Linked DNA regions of Sus scrofa: regions 1, 2 and 4 are each linked to region 3. A link is a contact called in public Hi-C and HiChIP or PLAC-seq data. All regions are on one chromosome and are shown on one strand. The core of a region is the stretch at or near the end of the contact, and the rest is flanking DNA. Distances in the headings are between cores, read along the strand shown. Region 1 holds the start of PREB (prolactin regulatory element-binding protein). Region 2 holds the start of ZNF512 (zinc finger protein 512). Region 3 holds the start of SNX17 (sorting nexin-17). Region 4 holds the start of SLC5A6 (sodium-dependent multivitamin transporter).

Region 1 (3,028 bases), core at 157-2,656, 210 kb after region 3:
GACCCACATGGATCTGAGATGTGCAGAGGGCTCTGTCAGGCCCTTCACACAATTCAATTCGGTGGACAGATAATAGCATCCTTAGAGATGAAGCCACTGGGCCCCCTCCTCTCACTGCACCTTAGGTTGTAAGGACTCAGGCCCATGTGGCCAGGGGAGCAGCAGGAGGGGACTCCTTGCAGGGAAGGGCAGGCCTAGCGTTCACACGAAGAAACATAGCACCCTTGAGGCAGAATGTTAACTCAGGTAGTCAGTGTAGGAGCATGGGCTTCCACGCATTCTGTGATATTAACATGTGTGGCTTAAGGGCTCCAGGGAGTAACATCCCCACAGCCCTTGTTTATTATAGGGAATGTACCTACCCCCAGATGGACATTAATCCCTAATCCCCCGTGACTCAGTTTACGGAAAGAAGAGGACAAAGAAACTCTGAGACTCACGGGACATTTCCATCCCTAGGACCCTATTGGACAAGGACTGACATACATAACTAAGCAAGGCCAATGGGAGAAGACCACATCTCTCTGGGCCCCACCTTGGTACCCCCCCAACTTTAAGGAATAAAACCCCCTATAGGACAATAGAGAAAGGGGGCTCCTCTCCCCCCTCCCAGCAACCCTGGGAGCGATCTACCTGCCTTTAATAAAAACTTTGCTTGCTTGCTGCCTGTGTGTTCGCAGAGTTCATTCTTTGACTGCCGTGAACAAGAACCCCGATTCGGGTATCATCTTTCTGGCATCACCTTCACTACCGTGATCAGAAACCCCAGAGACCCCTCGGAAGGGTAGGGGGCCAGGCCAAAACCTGCCCTGCCTGGTGGTCGAGTGGCCGCCCTCTGAGGGTATCAGAGGGGAGCAGCCCCCACCCACAAACCCCCAGCCGGAGGAGCAGGTGCAGAGCCTTCAGAATGGCCAGCACCCACCTCCGCCAAGGAAGAGGGCCGGTGTTGTTAGGGCAGGGAGCGGTTTTCTCATAACAGAAAGCGGTGGATTCCATGTTTGAAGCCAGGTCTGTTTTTAAAGTCCACGCTGCCTCGGTTAAGAGGCAGGGGACACAAGTCACATTTCCGGAGTGTGACCTGGGACAAAGACTTCATCTCGGGGGTAAAACGCAGAGGCTGCGCTTGACGAGTCTGCGTGTCACTCCTGAGGTGTGGACTGTCCTGATTCAAGAATTTCTTTATTGAAGGTTTATTCACGTCCCTGAACCTTTATTAGCTTCCCCTGCTGCTCCAGAACCACCAAAGATGCTTCCGTGAGGCGGGTACGTTCCCGCAAAAAGATGGCGGAACCCGTCGTCCCAACGCGGGCGGAGAACGGAATCCCGGCGCGGAGGTTCCGCCTGCCCGCGGCCGGCTAGTGCTGACGCGTATGGGCCGCCCTGCGCCTGCGCGGGGAGAGCGGGCTCGCTGCGCTTGCGCACTGCGCGTTGGCGAGACCGGGTTTGCCGGCCCGGGGCAGTGACAGGGATCCTTGTGTGTGGTTACGGTTTCGGCTTCCCGGTGGCAGGGAGAGGGGTCTGGGGTCCTCTGGCGGCCACAGGACCGACGTCAGCCGCGGCCGGAACCACAGTCGAAGGCCGGGCGCGGCATGTCCCGGGTGCCTCGACGCAGGCAGTGAGGCGCGCGGCGAGCGGGATGGGTCGACGCCGGGCGCCAGAGCTGTACCGGGCCCCGTTCCCGTTGTACGCGCTTCAGGTCGAGCCAAGCGCGGGGCTGCTCATCGCGGCGGGCGGAGGAGGTGCTGCCAAGACCGGTATAAAGAACGGCGTGGTGAGAGTACAGGGCCCCTGGGGCCGGGTCGCGCGCCGCGGGCTCAGGGCGATTCTGGGAGGGTCTCGGGGGCGGGCCGCACTCTTGCTTCGGACCCTTCCTCTCTCTCGGGTGGGAATGCTGGGCTTGCCGGGCGTCCCGGCGCGAGTTTCAGTCGAGAACTCGCTCACCGGTCAATTGAAAGACTCCTAAGGTAAAGTGAAAGCTGCACATAGCGCTGCCTAGGCAGGAACCTTTCGACTCAACCTCAGGCTCAGTTCTAGGGGTCTTATCCCGGCTTTTTCCAGGGTGGCCACCTGGGCTTGTCTGTCTGCCCTCTAGCAGCGGCGAGAGTGCAGCATAAACTAAGTGTTTTCACTTTTCTGGGCGTCAGCCTATTGTTCTGCAAACTAGAGGTGACCAGCCAACCTTGCTTGCTGTCCAGCCTCGTGAGGCTCAAAAAAAAAAAAAAAAAAAGTTGGAAAAAGTTTTGAAGTAGAAGGTGCAGTAAGCAAGGGGTAGGGCATCAGACCATAAGAGGAAAGTTGGCCTCGAGGTGCCCTCTGAGCCTTGCTCACCCTGGTTCCCTCTCCCACAGCACTTTCTGCAGCTAGAGCGGATTCATGGGCACCTCAGTGCCTCTCTGCTCCACTCCCATGACACGGAGACTCGCGCCACCATGAACTTGGCGCTGGCTGGCAACATCCTTGCTGCAGGGCAGGATGCCCGCTGTCAGCTCTTGCGCTTCCAGACCCAACAGCAGAAGGGCAAAAACAAGGCAGAGAAGGCAGGTGAGAGCCCCCTCTCTAGCTTTGGGCAAAGGGTTAAGTAAGATCTCTTTCGCCTTGGTCTCTGAAGAAGTGGGGGCTGGAGGCAGGGTTATGGTAGCAGAGGCCAGAAGCTCGAGGGTCACCCCTGGAGAGGGGGACCGGTTCCGCTTACTCCAGAAGCGTGGAACGTGGCAGGTTGTTTGTGTTGCAGCTTCCAAGGAGCAGGGGCCTCGACAGAGGAAAGGGGCTGCCCCAGCAGAGAAGAAGTCTGGAGCTGAAACCCACCAGGAGGGGTTAGAATTCAGCGTAGAGAATTTGCAGGCCGTGCAGACAGACTTCAGCCCTGACCCACTGCAGAAAGTTGTACGCTTCAACCATGATGCTACCCTGCTTGCCACTGGAGGGACAGATGGCTACGTTCGTGTCTGGAAGGTGTGTGGTTTGGGGAGGTCACAGGGTGTTAGTAGTGGCAGAGCCAGAATTGTGAGAAACTGAACACGGGTGCCGG
Region 2 (3,146 bases), core at 207-2,706, 180 kb before region 3:
CTGCTCTGGCAACCCTTCTCTTCCAAACTATCATTCCCCTTTCCCAAAGGCTAAATTAAATTCCTTTTTACAAAAATTTAATTACACTGTATTGTATTGATCTTCTTGCCTAGGTCTGTTAAACTGTTCTGTGTTTTTTACGTCTGTATATCTAACCAACCACCGCTGGCACATAGCAGACATTTAATAAATGTTATATGAATTAATTCCTTCCAATTAGTATCTCATTAACGAGAATCTTTTTTGTATTAACACGTATGGAAAAGCTTAGCACATTCAGTACATAACGTAATAAACCAGTCTTGAAACCAAGTAGTTTGAAAATATAAGGATTTCTTACAGTCCATTTTTATCGATTCTTCCCAAGTTCATCAATGTATTCATGAGTACATATATGGTGACATATGAAGAAACGCAGTGGGCTACAGTGAGTCACCCGTCCCGATTTTATAATTGGTACTTTTTTTTTTTTTTTTTTTGGCAAGCTAAGTTTGCAATCAGGTGGCCACGAGCCACAGGTGACTACTTAAATTTAAGTTTAAATTAAACACAACTTAAAATTCAGTTCCTCAGTCACACTAGCTACATTTCAAGCATTCCAAAGTCATACGTGGCTAGTGGCCACAGTGCTGGACAGTACTGATACAGAACACTTGAATCATCACAGTAAGTTCTACTGAACAACGCTGGCTACACAATTGTAAAACGATCGCAGAAAACCTCACTTACTTCTTAGCTCCCACGATTCTCGCGCTCCTCTGCTGCTTAAAGGATGTGGGTCCCGGGGTCTAGCAAATTGCAAGCACATGAGTGAAAGCTAGGGACCTCTGCTCCTTGACCACAAAAAGACGGCTCCCCCCTGTGCCAAGAAATGAATCTCTCCCGGAGGCTACTACCTCAAACAGAGGGCAAGACTTTTTAGGAGAAGTGTGCCTCCCAATCTTCCTGCAGGGTCAAGGCAGGTGACAACACCAGAGCCTTCATCTCCCCCCATTCTCAAAGCCCTGTCCTGGGGCTCTAAAAGGGAGGCGGAAAGAGAGGACAACGGATATGGGAGGCATTGGGGATGTAAAAGGAATAGAGACTAACGGTAATCTGACCGGGAACTGAGTCCAAGGGGGTGGGGAACAGGCAGCACAAAGTGGGGGGAAAAAAGAGGGGACCGGGTAGATCTGACCTAGAAGGGTGGGGCCTACGATGAGCTCTGATAAAACCAACTGTGAGCAGGGGACAAAAGCGAGGGGACCGCGTGTGGAGGGCTCGACAGCGCGACCCCTAAGGCGGAACGGTCAAACCGAGAAACTCACGGCGGGTACTGCACCGAGTCTGGAAGACATCACTCCCTCTCCACGCCTAACAAATTCACCCAAGGGCTCCGGCCAGATCAACGCCACTTCCGCTCTCCTCTCCGCTCCCGGATGTGGAGTCGGCGCCGCGAGCCCGGCTCCGAAAGTCTACTTCCGCCTAGCGGCTTCCGAGGGGGCTGCGCGCAGGGGCGAGTCACGTGACGAGCCCTCCCCCTTCTCCCGAGACCCCGCCCGGGGACTGCGCTGTGGGACCTGGGAAACTGGGTGGCTGCAGTGCCCTGCCCTCTGGTTCTCTGTATTTGCACGACCCCTTCTCCCTCTCCACCCCCCAATGCTCCATCTGGCACGACGAGTGGTCTTTCCAGATGCACAGGGAGATCACTTATTGCCCCTTTATTTATCTTAGGGAAATGGCAGACCCGTTCCCAACCTCCCTCCCCTCAGGTAGACGTTAGAAGTTCGCTGTGGGCACTGGAAGTGGAGGCCGGGGCTGAGCAGGAAAGAAGCCGGGAAAGGGCAGCTTGGTGGAGACTTGGGTGAGGCAATGAATGAGGGGGATAGGTCTCTTCCCATCTAGGAGCGTCAGGCCTCCCGATTTGCCCTACTTTGGGGTGTTGTGCTGTGGTCTCTAGGAGACATGTTTGAATTACTCTTGAACTCTTTATACAGATGATGTCTGGGCCTCGCCCTGGGAGAGCTGTGCTTGAGTCTCTCAAGGGGACTGAGGTGGATCCTCTCAGAATGACTATGTCCACTCCTCTCAGAATGACTGTGCCTGCTCCTCTCAGAGGGCCAGTGCTCTCTCCTTTCAGAAGTGCTGTGTCCTCTCCTCTCAGAGGGACTGTGACTGCTTTTCTCAGAAAGACCACGACTGTCCCTCTCAGAGGGACTTCGACACCTCCTCTCAGAGGGACTGCGACACCTCCTCTCAGAGGGACTGCGACACCTCCTCTCAGAGGGACTGCGACACCTCCTCTCAGAGGGACTGCGACACCTCCTCTCAGAGAGACTGCGATGGCTCCTCTCAGAGGCACTGAGATGGCCTCTCTCAGAGGCACTTTGATGGCCCCTCTCAGAGGCACTGCGATGACTCCTCTCAGAGAGACTTCGATGGCCTCTCCCAGAGGCACTTCGATGGCTTCTCTCAGAGGCACTGAGATGGCTCCTCTCAGAGAGACTGCGATGGCCCCTCCCAGAGGCACTTCGATGGCTTCTCTCAGATGCACTGAGATGGCTCCTCTCAGAGAGACTTCGATGGCCTCTCCCAGAGGCACTTCGATGGCTTCTCTCAGATGCACTGAGGTGGCTCCTCTCAGAGAGACTTCGATGGCCTCTCCCAGAGGCACTTCGATGGCTTCTCTCAGAGGCACTGAGATGGCTCCTCTCAGAGAGACTGCGATGGCCCCTCCCAGAGGCACTGAGATGGCTTCTCTCAGAGGCACTGAGATGGCTCCTCTCAGAGAGACTGCGATGGCCCCTCCCAGAGGCACTTGGATGGCTTCTTTCAGAGGCACTGTGATGGCCCCTCTCAGCAGGACTATATTGGCTCTTTCCACAAGAATTACATAGGGTTCTTTCCCTACAGAAGCTGTGGTGGTTTCGTTCCTTGTGTGTGGGTTTCTCTTTAAAGTGATTGATTAAGGTTCTCTTCATAGGGAAACCAGACAGGAGTCTCCCTCCAACATGAACTCTGGTTCCTGTTTTGCAGTTCTTGGCCTCCTGGCCAGAAATTTCATTTCTCTTAAAGGTTTTCTTAGCTCTGCTACTACTGTCATTTTGAACAAGATCCAAAGGCTGGCTAGTTGTAGTTTTGAGAATGGTACTTCCTTGGGAAACTAT
Region 3 (3,072 bases), core at 37-2,536:
AGAGCTCACAATTTGGTGTGGAGAACGGAGAAACATTACATCATCGACACATACGGATAACTGGAACAGCTACACCCACTCAGGTGAGTCAAGGAACACAGAAGGAAACTGGTGAATGGTTTGTATGAGCAGGGAAGAGAGTTTCAAGTGGCAGCTCAGATGACAGAGGGAAAGTGCTTTGGCAGTGGAGCGGGGAAGGGTCGTCGGTTTCTCCATGCACGGACAAAGGCAGTGTACAGGCTGTGTAAGGAGGGGACCAAGAAGCAGGAAGGAGGATGTTAGTACAGGGAGGCGCAGTTAGAGGCGCAGATTCGTGGGGAGTCCCCTGGAAATGTCAGACGATGGTAAGATAAAGCACCAGATCCAACATGGCAGTGATTATGGTAGTGAGTAAAAGGGAACTACAGCCCCCGGGAAAGCGACGAGGGGGAAAATGGAGACACTGATGCCCAGGTGTAGGAAAGGGCTTGAAGCTGCCTCAAGGCAGGAGTGCTAGTCCCACCTGCTCGTGCAGCCCCAGGAGCTGACTGTAGCGCACTCGACAGTGCAGGACTCCATTCACGTGAATGTTATAGGCCTGAGGACACAAAAACAGGCAAGCATTTTAAGGTCGCGGTCTGGGCGACCCCCTTGAGAACCCTGGCCGGAAGTTGCCTGGCACAGCTCTGCCTGATTAAGGCGCCGAGATCTTCCGAAGGTTGCCAGTCTGTTTGCCCCGGAGCCAGGTCCCAAAGCAGAAGGACCGGTCCCGGGGAAACCCGGGCGCTCGGGCTGGAGTCTTCCTCCCCAAGAGGCCAGTGACGCCCACCAGAGTAGCCGCGGCCCAGTCGAGGGAGGTGACGCGGCGGAACAAAGGACCTACAGGAGCTGGGGAGACCTCTGGACGAATCTGAGACGTAATATAAGCTCCCAGCGAGGCCATCGGGAGTTGGCGGCCAGTGACCAGGCCCGAAAGGCGGCGGCCAGACCTCGGAGGCCGCTCGGAGGGCTCCGGCCCGTTATCCCCGCCCCTGCCCGGCCGGGCTCCGGCCGCTCCTCACCACGTAGGCGGAGCCGCCGCTGTCCCCGCTGCGGGACTCGGTTTCAGGAATGGAAAAGTGCATGTTCCCTGCGGCAGGGCCCGGCCGGGCTCCGAACTGTGAGGGCCGCAGTGGCTTTGCACGCTCGCCTCCGCTACTCAGCGCGTCCCCGAAGCTTCGCTCGCCATTTTTGGGCGGGGGGGGCGGCCGTTGAGATCCGAGGAGGGAAGGACTGGAGACGTCCGCTCTGGGGCGCAGCTTCCCGGGGAATCCTGGGAACTGTAGTCTAAAGGGCAAGAGCCTACTGCCGGGATTGGGAACCCAGGTTTGACTGGGCCCTTATCGCGACCCATAGCCCGGGCGGAGCCGCAGAGCACGTCGGGGCTTGTAGTCCTCTGGGTGGGGGAGCTGCGCTCCGCAGCTGTCGGCCTTGGGGGCGCTCTGGTCCCTGTGACTGCAGCGGGCGGAGCCTAGGACGGGTGATGGCTGCTGTGGCTGTGGCTGTTCGCGAGGGTGAGTGAAGGGGCGGCCGCACAAACAGGTACGCGAGCCGCCAGGCCCTGGGAGGCTACGGCTGGGCCCCGAGCCCCTCTCGGCCCTGTCGTTCGGTTCCGGCACCGCGCGGGAATCTGGTCCGCGGTGTCTCGGACGCACTCCGCCCTGCGCGTCGGCCTGTTCCTGCGGGAAGGGTGCGTGCTCTCTCCTCCCCCCGCCGCCTTTGATCCTGCTGCGCACTGCGTCCCCACGCGGATCCCTGGCTCACCTCCCGCCTGGTGGAGGAGCCGTGGTCATGCGGACCCAGCAGCCAGCTGCGTCGAGTACGAGCCCCTCTAAACCCTTCCGGAACCTCTCTGATTCACTTTGTGCCCTGTTTTCTGATGCAGACTCGGGATCTGGGATGAAGGCGGAGCTTGCTTCTCGGCCAGGGGTAAGTGAGGGTGCCCTCCCAAGCCGCCTGTCAAGCGCTACGCAGGAGGCAGTGTCAACTTATAAGCCTTATTGGTAATGTGACTGCGATCCTGGGGGAAAGGCTTCCATCCCTGTGGGCTGTTAGCTTGTAACAGGTAGCTGGTAAGAGTTAAGGAGCATTAGGGACCTTTTGGGAATCCTGTAGTGTTTATTCGTTTTTTGAAATGGTTGGGAAAAAGCAGTATTTATGTCTGTGTCTTAGGCAGGGGGGAGGGAGATGACCCAAGAAGAAAAGCTGCAGCTTCGGAAAGAAAAGAAACAGCAAAAGAAGAAACGGAAGGAGGAAAAGGGGACAGAACCAGAAACTGGCTCTGCTGTGTCTGCAGCCCAATGTCAAGGTGCGGGGGCTTTTTTAAAGGGCTGGGCTGTGGAGCTGGTAAAGGGATGTGGCGGGAGAGAAGAAGGGGAGACAGGACAAAGTTGGTTGGAACAAGTGAAGAGAGACAAAGTTTAGATAAACAGAAAAGAAGCTTTGGTTGGGGCATAGATAGTACCTGCCTGGAGCTTGGGCACCTCTTCCATCTACCCTTAGTAGGCCCGACCAAAGACCTGCCAGGACCGGACAGTCAGTTGGGCACTGCCAAGGAGAAAATTCCAGCAGGTCGGAGTAAAGCTGAACTTCGAGCTGAACGGCGAGCGAAGCAAGAGGCTGAGCGGGCCCTGAAGCAGGCAAGAAAAGGGGAACAAGGAGGGCCCCCTCCTCAGTCCTGCCCCAGCACAGCTGGAGAAACCCCTCAGGTATTTTCCCATCGTTTCAAGACCTCTGTTGGCTCTCCATTCCTGAGTTAGCTAGGGCTTCCCCACTGAAAAGCAGCTCTTCTCTCCCATTCTTCGCCTTGGTTCCCAGTTCTCTCCCCAACCTTGTCCTCCCCCTGTTTATTTTTATTTTTACTTTGTCTTTTTAGGGCCACACCTGCAGCATATGGAGGTTCCCAGGCTAGGGGTCGAATCGGAGCTGTAGCTGCTGGCCTACGCCACAGCCACAGCAACACCAGATCTGAGCTGTGTCTGCACCTATACCACAGCTCACGGCTGTGCCGGATCCTTAACCCACTGAGCAAGGCCGGGGATCAAACCCGTGTCC
Region 4 (2,734 bases), core at 174-2,673, 140 kb after region 3:
TGGAGCTAACAGAGAGATCAAAGGATACTAAAAGAGATCTAGTTTTAGGAGATACCTGCATAATGGTTGAAGCCGTAATAAAAGGGTGGATTGTCAAGCGTGTATGGGGAGGGTTCCTGTCATGGCTCAGCAGTTAACAAACCCAACTAGTATCCACAAGGATGTGGGTTTGATCTCTGGCCTTGCTCAATGGGTTAAGGATCCAGCATTGCCGTGAGCTGTGGTGGTCACAGACGCAACTCAGATTCTGCATTGCTGTGGCTGTGGCCTGGGCCAGTGGCTTCAGCTCCTATTCAATCCCTAGCCTGGGAACCTACGTATGCCGCAGATGAGCCCCCCCCCAAAAAAAAGAGTGTATAGGGAAAACTACGCAGAAGCTAATCTGCATAAAGAGACAAGAGGAAGAATTTGCCTTAAACACAAACAGGAATTAATAAGAAAGAGAACAAAATCATATCACATAGTGTCCTGGAGGCCAAAGAAGTCATTTCTTGGAGACACATAGTAAATGAGCCAAAGAGCTGATAATAAAGAAAGAATTTTTTTTTTAAACAAAGCCATAAAGACTTTTAAAAAAGAAAAGGCAAATATTACGACATTTACTCATTTCAACCAGGAAGCGCCACAGGGTAGTTTACTTAGCCAAAAATGCTATAACAGATTTAAAGTCTGAGACTCATAGTTTAGAGGCCTCCAAAATAGGTACCAATAGTTATCCTAAAAGCCAATCAGGCAAGCGTTGAAGAATCCAGTTTGGGAACTCTTTTCCAATATCCAGAGATGTCTTCTCCTTCCTCACCCCAGGATGGTGCCCTTCCCATTCAGGCAGCAGCGGCCTTGCAGCATTAGCTCTGGTGTCTGTTTACAATAAAGGGCCACTTCTGACAAATTTTGCACATCCCCTGGACACTGGATGCATATCTGCAGAAGAGATAAAACTATTAGGACTCCAGAAAGAAAAGCCAAGGGAAAAGAACAAAAACAAAAACAAAAACAAAACAGGGACCAAAAATTAACTGCCAGTCTAGAATTCCTCTAACTCAGGGCATAGACGTGTCCTACCTTTACGTCAGATTTACTAGAAGACAGCGTTTCTGGAGCCAGGTGCCAAAACAGGGCACCAGAGAATTTCTGTACCAGATCTCATCCAGGGAAGGACCTCATCTTTGAGAATTACTATTGGAACATATTTATTATGCCCTCTCCAATGACTTCTCAATCTGCCAGCCGCGATTTGACCGGGTATAAAAGGACTGCAGGTACACAAAGATCTCATCAAGCATAACAGAACGTACAGTCCAGCCACCGCAGGGTATACGGCGTTCGTGCGTCGTGATTTTGCAGAATAACCAGAGGACTTGTTGGTAGAAAGAAAAACTTAAAAGTTACTCAAACATTGAGGAGGGAGGAGGTCAAATTTCAAAGGTCTTTGGACATCGGCAGCGCGGAGGCGCTGGGAGACAGCAGCGTGAGTACTCCGGCGTGGAGCCGTGGAGCCGACTGGGTTACGCTAGGGAGGCCCCAGGGACGAAATCCGGGCTGCGGGCTGGCAGGGGAGAGGCCAAGAGGGGAGAGCCGAGGGCCGGCGAGCAACTCTGTTTCAACCCAGCCTCTAATTTGCTTCAGTACCTCGGGTAACGCCAAAGCCCTTGGCACGCTCAGAACGAGGAGCAGGGCTGCAGCCCGGGGCACCAAGCTCGAGGGACTGCGGAAACCGGGACGGGCCATTTTCTGCTCCCTCCGTCCTTCTCAGCTGATCGCGAGACTTGAGCGTGTGGCCCCGCCCCCACCGCCTCTGGCCCTTCCCGGGGGTGTGGCTAGTTGAGCGGTCCGTCGGCCCGGCCAGTCAGCCGGCTCGGCCAGTCCGCCGGCTGGGGGTTGCCGTAGCGCGCGGAGGCCAGCGCTCTTCTTTGTGGGCCTTCGTCCTCCTTTGGGGGGCCAGACCGCCCCTTCTTTTCCCTGTTACATGAAGGCTCTCCCCACGACCGCTCTCTCAGCCCCGCGTTCCTCCAGCCTGGACGCCGAGGTCGCGTCGCCGCAGCGCCTTGGGGCCGATTCTTCCGCCCTCAGTAAACATGGCGGCGCGGCGGGGGCGGGCAGGGGGCGGGACCCTGCTGTCACCCGGCCAGGCGCGGCGGGACCGGCCCGGACCCTCCTGCGGAGACCCGGCAGGTGGGCGGGACGAGGGCGGGCCGCAAGGGGCTGGGCCGGAGCATAGAGGCTCAGGAGAGTGGCGTAGGGAGGGGAGGGGCGGGAGAGAAGGGGCGGGATGAGTCGGCCCCGAGCGTGGTGGCCCGGGAAGATCGGAGGTGCCCCGGGCGAGGTGGTAGTGGTCCCGCCGCCTCGCCTGTGGAGGGGAGGAGAGAAGCTAGAAAGTAAAGAGGGTAAGGGAGATGGAGGAGCGAAGGGCTAAGGGCAAACCCCCTGGGAGGAGAGGAGCCTGGGGACACCCGAGGCACGCTTTTTCACCTCCGTCCTGAAACCACGCGGTGTCTGGTGCCCTGGCAGGGAGATAGGGGAAGGCGAGATGCTTCCCTAATTCCTCATCTTCTTTGTTTGCCAGAAAAAAAGAGTGATGCAGAACTCGGGAAGAACCACGGGACCTTCTTAGCCTTGGCTGGGCGGCGGAGGTAAGGGTAAGACGAGTGCTGTACCTGGTTGGCCCTGGGGCCTTGACTGAAGGGCACCGAGAGTGAGAGCGAGCCGTGTGCTGGGAGGGACTGAGTGTTGGCTT

Evidence for each region. A called contact is a pair of places that touch in the nucleus more often than the background predicts. HiChIP or PLAC-seq counts read pairs in DNA pulled down with a chosen protein or histone mark.
Region 1: an H3K27ac HiChIP or PLAC-seq map of alveolar macrophages shows a contact between it and region 3. The contact joins the promoter of PREB here to the promoter of SNX17 in region 3. A contact is called at or near these places in 1 of 5 promoter capture datasets (liver), 3 of 47 Hi-C or Micro-C datasets (heart right ventricle, liver and mesenchymal stem cells) and 1 of 2 datasets of contacts at active chromatin or transcription factors (alveolar macrophages).
Region 2: a Hi-C map of heart right ventricle shows a contact between it and region 3, with 3 times the contacts expected there. The contact joins the promoter of ZNF512 here to the promoter of SNX17 in region 3. A contact is called at or near these places in 1 of 47 Hi-C or Micro-C datasets (heart right ventricle) and 1 of 2 datasets of contacts at active chromatin or transcription factors (alveolar macrophages).
Region 4: a Hi-C map of skeletal muscle shows a contact between it and region 3, with 4 times the contacts expected there. The contact joins the promoter of SLC5A6 here to the promoter of SNX17 in region 3. A contact is called at or near these places in 1 of 5 promoter capture datasets (liver), 4 of 47 Hi-C or Micro-C datasets (heart right ventricle, liver and skeletal muscle) and 1 of 2 datasets of contacts at active chromatin or transcription factors (alveolar macrophages).

What each region holds. Positions count from the first base shown.
Region 1 is chr3:111,990,958-111,993,985 of Sscrofa11.1, forward strand. It overlaps PREB (prolactin regulatory element-binding protein), which reads left to right and starts at 1,407. Exons shown (of 9, transcript XM_003125297.4): 1 at 1,407-1,771; 2 at 2,349-2,541; 3 at 2,732-2,952. The coding sequence starts at 1,637. PRR30 (proline-rich protein 30) reads left to right here. Exons shown (of 2, transcript XM_021088424.1): 2 at 1-529.
Region 2 is chr3:111,604,374-111,607,519 of Sscrofa11.1, forward strand. It overlaps ZNF512 (zinc finger protein 512), which reads right to left and starts at 1,457. Exons shown (of 14, transcript XM_003125288.5): 1 at 1,308-1,457; 2 at 730-788. The coding sequence starts at 1,337. It overlaps C3H2orf16, which reads right to left. Exons shown (of 1, transcript XM_005653049.2): 1 at 1,527-3,146. The coding sequence ends at 1,890.
Region 3 is chr3:111,780,259-111,783,330 of Sscrofa11.1, forward strand. SNX17 (sorting nexin-17) reads right to left here and starts at 1,287. Exons shown (of 16, transcript XM_021087689.1): 1 at 1,041-1,287; 2 at 503-577. The coding sequence starts at 1,103. EIF2B4 (a long non-coding RNA gene) reads left to right here and starts at 1,403. Exons shown (of 13, transcript XR_002342807.1): 1 at 1,403-1,532; 2 at 1,904-1,947; 3 at 2,191-2,326; 4 at 2,521-2,725.
Region 4 is chr3:111,917,880-111,920,613 of Sscrofa11.1, forward strand. SLC5A6 (sodium-dependent multivitamin transporter) reads left to right here and starts at 1,424. Exons shown (of 18, transcript XM_021087700.1): 1 at 1,424-1,468; 2 at 2,564-2,630. It overlaps ATRAID (all-trans retinoic acid-induced differentiation factor), which reads right to left and starts at 1,887. Exons shown (of 8, transcript XM_003125294.4): 1 at 1,630-1,887; 2 at 800-921. The coding sequence starts at 1,728.